Linked DNA regions of Mus musculus: region 1 is linked to region 2. Evidence: chromatin contacts called from public HiChIP or PLAC-seq data. All regions are on one chromosome and are shown on one strand. The core of a region is the stretch at or near the end of the contact, and the rest is flanking DNA. Distances in the headings are between cores, read along the strand shown.

What was found. HiChIP or PLAC-seq counts read pairs in DNA pulled down with a chosen protein or histone mark.
Region 1: a BATF HiChIP or PLAC-seq map of CD8 T cells shows a contact between it and region 2, with 5 read pairs. The contact joins two enhancer-like sites. A contact is called at or near these places in 1 of 15 datasets of contacts at CTCF or cohesin (large pre-B cells), 5 of 484 Hi-C or Micro-C datasets (the C3H10T1/2 cell line, cerebellar granule neurons, cerebral cortex and 1 more), 4 of 115 datasets of contacts at active chromatin or transcription factors (CD8 T cells, bone marrow-derived macrophages, cardiomyocytes and 1 more) and 1 of 9 other capture datasets (adipose tissue).

Annotation. Positions count from the first base shown.
Region 1 is chr12:82,469,394-82,473,028 of GRCm38.p6, reverse strand. No RefSeq gene overlaps it. Among named protein-coding and RNA genes, the nearest start is that of Gm30966, 5.5 kb to the left of the region's middle. Within about 2 kb of position 2,223, at least 295 of the 459 cell types and tissues checked have an H3K27ac peak or open chromatin away from gene starts, as enhancers often do. A contact at or near this core is called in CD8 T cells and memory CD8 T cells, where this site is marked.
Region 2 is chr12:82,348,724-82,352,081 of GRCm38.p6, reverse strand. All of the region lies in intron 2 of Sipa1l1 (signal-induced proliferation-associated 1 like 1), which reads right to left. Among named protein-coding and RNA genes, the nearest start is that of Sipa1l1, 39 kb to the right of the region's middle. Within about 2 kb of position 1,796, at least 51 of the 459 cell types and tissues checked have an H3K27ac peak or open chromatin away from gene starts, as enhancers often do. A contact at or near this core is called in CD8 T cells and memory CD8 T cells, where this site is marked.

The sequences.
Region 1 (3,635 bases), core at 974-3,473, 120 kb before region 2:
GAAGTGGGCCCGCAGGTGATAAATGGGGAAGAGAGGGTGGTGAGTGGTTAAAATGTCTTGTGTCCACACACAAAGCTGTTGTGAGTGTACACAGCTGTGTTAGCTAACATACTATAGCTTCGAAAGCACTTCTAAGAGTCTGATGTCTTTCTTGAAAGTTCTGACATCTAGAGTCAACCTTGCATTTGTATAAAGATTGATCAAATCACTTACCGTTGCCTGCATGGTTACCATTCAGAAGAAACAATGTCTCACTTTAAGCACTACAGAGCAGTCGTTCTTAACCTGTGAGCCGCGACCCCTCTAAGCCGAAGGACCCTTTTAGAGGGGCCATCTAAGACCATCCACATGTCAGCTATTTATATTACCATTCATAACCGTAGGAAAATTACAGTTATAGAGTAGCAACAAAAGTAATTTCACGATCTGGGTCACCATATCCTGAGGAACTGTGCTGTATTAAAGGGGTGCGGTGTTAGGAAGGTTGAGGATCTAGACTTTTACATATATACACAGAAGAATCTGAATTACTCAGAATTTCAGAAACGTCCCTCAGCTGCTGTCTATAACTGCTGTGCACATCACAGAATCAGAACCATGAATTGGGGAGGAAGCACGCTAGCCAGTGTCATTTAGCATGACTGGGAAGTAACTCCATTCTGCACAGAGCCAGTGCTTGGATGCTGAGTGGTACTTGATAAGTTAATTTGTCTCATCTCAGCCATGGGCACTCACACCGAACACTCAAACCCTTCTTACATTAGTGATGTCTGTCTCCAATGTAGGCAGCTCACAGCTCTTAATCTATGAAGCCACTGTCATGGCCTCTTTCTTTGTAAAAACAGAAAACAGCAGCATTACTGCAAAGCCTGGCGGGCGGCAGTGGACAGGTTATCAGTTCAGAGTAACAAGAGATGCTATGTGGACACTGGGAATGTGCCCTGGGTTTCAGAGACACCTGGTGTCTCCTTTCACACCTTATGCCCATGGGTGATCCTTGGGTAGGCGCTGTAAAGAGTGGTGTCCCTCCTGCCCAGGCTGAGTGGCCTCCATGAGCCTGTGCTAGGCCAGGCATGGAGAAATAAGAAGGTATGAGAATGGCCCAAGCTCAGAAGGGAGACAGACCTTTTCAGGTTCCTACAATGGTCACAGCACTTGGGGGGCTGGGGAGGTGACCCTTGAACATCTAATAAGTGAGCAGGGGACTTCAGGCTGGGCATCTCCTTTCAGACCCCCCAGCTCCTATGTCGGAGCAGGAGGGCAGGAGACCATTTGGGTAGCTACCGAAATTGGACTCTCCTTTCAGCTTAGCCACACTAGGCTGGGTCTGGAGCATGAAGGGAGGGAAACAACGAGACATTTCTTATGCCCATTTTATTCATTATAGCAAGGATCTATGTAGGCATATATTTTTCACAACCTACTTTAATAAGAGTTCGACTTCCCCTCTAGCAGAGGTAGTGGAAAAGAAAGGTTATTAGGATAGGGGTGAAGTGGACCTCTTTAGAAATAGTTCTTTGGGGGCGATTCCCATCTTCATTGTTTTCTGTCAACTAGCAAACACCAAACATAAATCAGCAACTGCAGTCCAGTCCAGTTGGCAGGCAACACACCGGGAACAGCAAAGGCAGTTCACTCCAGGGGATAAGGTGAGGTTTGCCAATCGGCCAAGTCCAGTGACCAGAAGTCGCAGGACTCTCACAAGAAGTTATTTTGGTGGGTTTCTCTCTATGAGGTCACTACAAGCGAACTTCAGCAATGCAATGGAAGGTGAACCAATCTATGCGTGTCATCAGCGAAGGCTTGCAAGGCAGTGGAGGCAAAGCAGCTGGCGCTCCCACTCTCTGTGGGGCCATATTTATATTCTTTCTAAACATTGGGCATCCTTTCACCTGTTTGCTATAGCAAAACATCCTCTCACCTGTGTCTCCTTCATCAAAACATTCTCTCACGTGTCTGCTTTAGCAAGACATCCTTTCCCCTGATTGTCCCAGCAAAACATTATAACCCAAGTCTTCAAAGAAACCAGAAATTTCCACTTTAGATCTACTACATACATGTAATGAATCCTGATGCCTGACCCTTTTCTCTCCCCCTCGTTGGTTTTTCTTGTTTGATTTGTCTTGCGTTTTAAACAAGATCTCCTCCTCTGTAGCCCAGGCTGAACACAGCCTTAACCAGATCCCTCCTGTTGCAGCCTGAGTGCGGGAATTACAAGCATGCGCTGACGTCACCCCTGCTTTCCTCCAATCATGGAGAACCGCATCAGCGGCTTCATCGACATCAGCGTTTGATGCCGCTGGACCGCCTTTAAAGGAAGGGGTAGTATGTGTTTCTGCACCTCAAAGCCTAGCAGTCTATCTAAGATCACTCTATGCTTTCTGACTTCCCTGCCCCATAATTCCCAGGGGCAGCTTTCCAACGGCTTCCCTCCGCAGTGATGTTGAGGTTTACAAAAGCTGGAAGTGCCTTCCGGGGGGTGGGGGTGGGGGGAGGAATCTCCACAGAGATTCTTTCCTTCTTGCCCTGGAGCAGAAATAACCTATCACCCCCACCCCCACCCCCACTCCCTCCCCGCCACGACTCCCTTCCCTCCTCCCCGGTTCACACAGCAAGACCTCTTTTTTCTCCGCCCTCTAGAGTTTCCACCACCAAAAAAAATATTTTTTTTTAAAAAAGATGCAGTACTGAAGGGGTCAGTTTGGCCAGTCCCACTCCTTAGCGCAGACTCTGATGGGGCTATGGTACTTCTTGAAACTGAAAGCGGGAGAGACGCCTGCTTGTAGCCATTAAGGAAACAGCCCAACTGGCTTGGATGCCGGCCCAAACACAGACAGCAGAGGACGCTCACAGCATGCTGTTAAGCCTGCACGGGTGCAAGTTGGTGCTGGGGGACGTTCTGGCTCCGGAAAGTTCAGTACTAAAGTGAATGGCTACACACATACCCATGGCATCTTCTCTCCTTGGCCCCTCTGTGATTTTCTCCTAAACTCACAACCTACATCGCTATCACATGCCACCTTTTGTGTTCCTGACAAGCAGCCTGGAAGCTGGGGACATGAACTTCGTTTCTAATTTTGTAGAGATCTTTCCTCCTATGAAACTTCTCTCCCTCCTCCTTCTGAACTTTGAACTGTAAAACTGTCAGAAGAGCATGGGGTGGGGGGGGGGGAATTCCGCTGGGAGCGGAAGTCTCTGAGCAGCAGGTTTTGGTAATGAGGCTACTCACCTCTTTAGTGAGCTATCTAAAGAGACCTTGATTTTGGTTTTGGCTGGTGTAGAGGGGAGTCATTTAAGTAAATCTAATTGACTCTTTCTTCTCCACCCACCCACCAAAGGAAAGAGGGTGACCCCAACTCATGCCTCAGTGAAGCCCGTGAGTTACCGTCCTTTGCTGGTTCAGCCCACACAGAGGAACTGCTATGGGTCCCACGAATACTGCACATTCACTCTCAGAGCATCACAGAGTCTCTGCCCCAGGTTTAACGGGATGCTAGAGATCTCAGCAGCTTGCTGAGGTGGAGAGACCCACCCTGGATAATGTTCATCAAGGGATTCCAGGTCTGTCTCTGCCTTGTCCCTCCCAACAAAGCCTGGACTAAAGGAATGGGGAAAATAAATGGTGTGAGGGGGCA
Region 2 (3,358 bases), core at 547-3,046:
ATAAAATTATAATTTGTGGCTTAAATATTTACATATAATCATCAACTCAAAAGTTTTAAATAGGGAAAATAAACAGTAAAACCACAAGTTATGACAAACCAAATAAAATAGCTACCTTCTGCCTAACACAATTGCAATCAACTTCTGGGGTTTAAAGAAAACAACAACACAATGAAACCCTTGGTAGAGGGCTTCCTCACACTGGGACCAGAAGTGTGGATTGACAGCAAGCATTGCAGGAACCAGCATGGCAACACATGTCAAAGCCACAAACACAGTAACTCTAATCTTAGAGTTCCCCAAACTGACTCCACAGAAAAACAGCTGAAACTCCCCCATTTCCTTAGAAAAGACAGTAAGTGACATGGTGGGGGTAGAGCTGCAAACACCAGCAGTGAGTGGTCCTACTAGGAGACAAGGGCTCAGGCCACTGTACAAGCCCAAATCGCAATCAGCTCACCCTTTCTCACACTCCACACTTGCTATCTCACGAAGCAGAGCGCCTGGTGGGTTCCTAGCCAGGCCACTGTTAGGACAGCTTACCCTATCAACTCTAACTTCTAATATTTCCATTCGCCAGAGAATCTGAGCGAATCTCGGAAGGAGCCTGAGCAAAGCACGGGTTTCCTGAAGCCGTTCACTCCTGTTCTATCTGTCCCTGTGTATTGCATTCTTTCAATGGTATCAGTGTTGGAGAAGACAACGCAAGAAGAACTGACGACTGTAAACAACAGCAACAGAAATGAGGTGGGAAACAGCTGCTTTTAAAATAAAAATTAAGTTGGCAGGATAGGAGGTTTTTTAAAAGCCATCTGTTTAAAGAAACTTCTGGAGAAGCATGCCGCATAGAATTCCTGTCTCATCCCCAAAGAGCTTATTCTAATTGTAAAGGTTGACCTTTCATGGAAACCCAGGACCGGGTACCTCAGTTAAAAGGGCAGGGAACCAATGGGGACATGCGTGCAGGGCTGGCCACATGCCAGGGTTCTGTCCCAAAGACTGCACTGAGGCTGTGATTTCTGTTGTGCAAGAGTGAGCACCACAGCTATAAAGCACTCAGCACTCGGAGGGTCCAAGTCATCTCGACAGGCAACTCTTGAAAATGGGGCAGTAGGCATGGTGGGCTACGCCATAGTCCTGGGGACATGGGGCTGGAGAATCACTAGTTAGTTGGGTTAGATAATGAAACCCTGACTGGAAAGAGAGAGAAAGGAGAGGGAGGAAGAGAGGGAGGGAGGTTGGCTTGAGAGGTGGGGAAAAAAAAGCTGAATCAAGGTTTGCCACTTAAAACATTTTCAAGGAGTGGAGAGAAATCTTACAGGAAGGAGTGATTGCCTAGCAATGTCGAGTCTTTGGGTTCAATCCCTAGAACTGCAAAACTCAATCCATCAATCAATCAAACAACCAAACAACCAAAAGCAAACGGCATTTGCTTAAGCACACCCCAACAGTCGCCTTACCTGCCAACAAAAAACAAATTTTATTATTAAGTTATGTTAACCTTAATAAACTCCATCAAATTATAACAGAAAAAATATAAAACTATCTAATAAAGGGGAAACGAGTTACAGAATTATGAGGTTTTTATTGGCAAATGTCTAATTATTATCTTTCAAAAACTATATTCCAATACACGTTAAAAAGTTGAAAGTAGCTAAGGCAATGCTAGAATTCAGCCTTAGCAAATCCATCCACACGCGTATGTGAGTTCACAATAGTGAAAATCAGACACAGTGAGGGGTTCCTGTTTGTACAGAGATCAATTGGTGGTTGGTTCATTCTCACAAAACCACTATAACCACACAGCTACTTGAGGTCTCATTTCCTGGAGAGAGAAGAAAAGGAACCTCACTCATTACTGGGTATCTGCAGAATAATAGCACAAAGCCACACACACACACACACACACACACACACACACACACACACACACACACACGCGCGCGCGCGCGCGGGGGGGGGGGGGCTCTCAGCCATCATACCCAATGCTACATAGAATACCCAAGTCCCTCATCTCAAAATACACATTGGTATCAAACACTCCCTTATAAGACATTCTACAAGCAATCTAACTTGTGGTCCTGGTTGCTGAGGTGTGTTTTGATTGCTGTGGCAAAATATAACCCTATAGTGTCCCATAGAAACAAGGGCATCATGGTGACTGAATGAGTTCTGTGAGGGCCTGAGCTTGGAAGATGGCAAGGCTTGGAGGACAGGCAAGGCTCCTTCATGGACAGGACAAGATGAAAGGCTAACAGTGCTCAAGGGGACAGGGAAGCAAACACTGCTGTATGCACTGTGGAGGGAGGAGGGAGGAGGGAGGAGGGAGGAGGAAGGAGGAAGGAGGTACTCCCAAGGTACAAGTCAGGCCTTCTCCTGCCTCCCCTGCTCATTGCCCTTTCACCCCACAGTGACAACTTTCCCAGTGCTAGCTCTGTCTGTGTTAGGGGAGGCCACACTGGAGCAAGAGCCCCTCAGAGCTGCTCGGAAGAACTCAGGTCACACTTGCACTTGTGTTGAAAACAGGATCAGACAACCAGAAAAACCACAAAGAACAAAACAGAAGAAAAGTAGAATACGCAACTCCAGAGACACAGATAACTTGAAGAAAGCTCAGGAAAAAAAAAATCTAAAAATAATACCACTAAAGTGGGGAGAAGAGCAAACACAAGACAGTGATGAGGGAACACTATCAGGAGAAACACAGGAAAACAAAAATACAACTGCCCAAAAAAACAAACTCAGTGAAAGGGCTGTTTAAGTAGAACTGCCACACTGCTCCAAGCTCAGAACACAGAACTGAGTAACAGGTCACCATTCAAATAGCTCCACAGAGAAAGCTGAGTACAGTGGCCTGGGCCTGCAACTCCTTCTGTGGGGACCAAGACAGGAGAGTCACTGGGACTTGCTGGCCAGCCAATCCAGCCAATGGTGGATATCAGGTTAGTAAGAAGCCTGAAGAGATACAGCAAATGTAATGGAGCAGGATGCCTACGTCCTCCTCTGACATCTGCATAAGCATCCATAGCTACATCATTTGTGCACACACCACACATTCACCACACAGCTTCAACAAAATAACATTTTAAAATGCAAATCCAAGCATTCAACTATCAACTCAAAAGAAGTTCCAGGAAGAAGAGGCAAAGGAATTAAAGATTACAAGTTTTAATCATAAATATCAACATTTAAAGATTTCTCATTTATCATAATAACAATAACTAGATTCTATAGCTAGCAAGAGGGCAGAAGTCTACTCTGTGTGCCTCTACCCTGCTTGCTACCCTCCCATGCCACAGAGACACCGCCTGGTGGAGCAGTGACCCCTTTCCCAGTCCTGACCCTCAGCCTGTCTGTG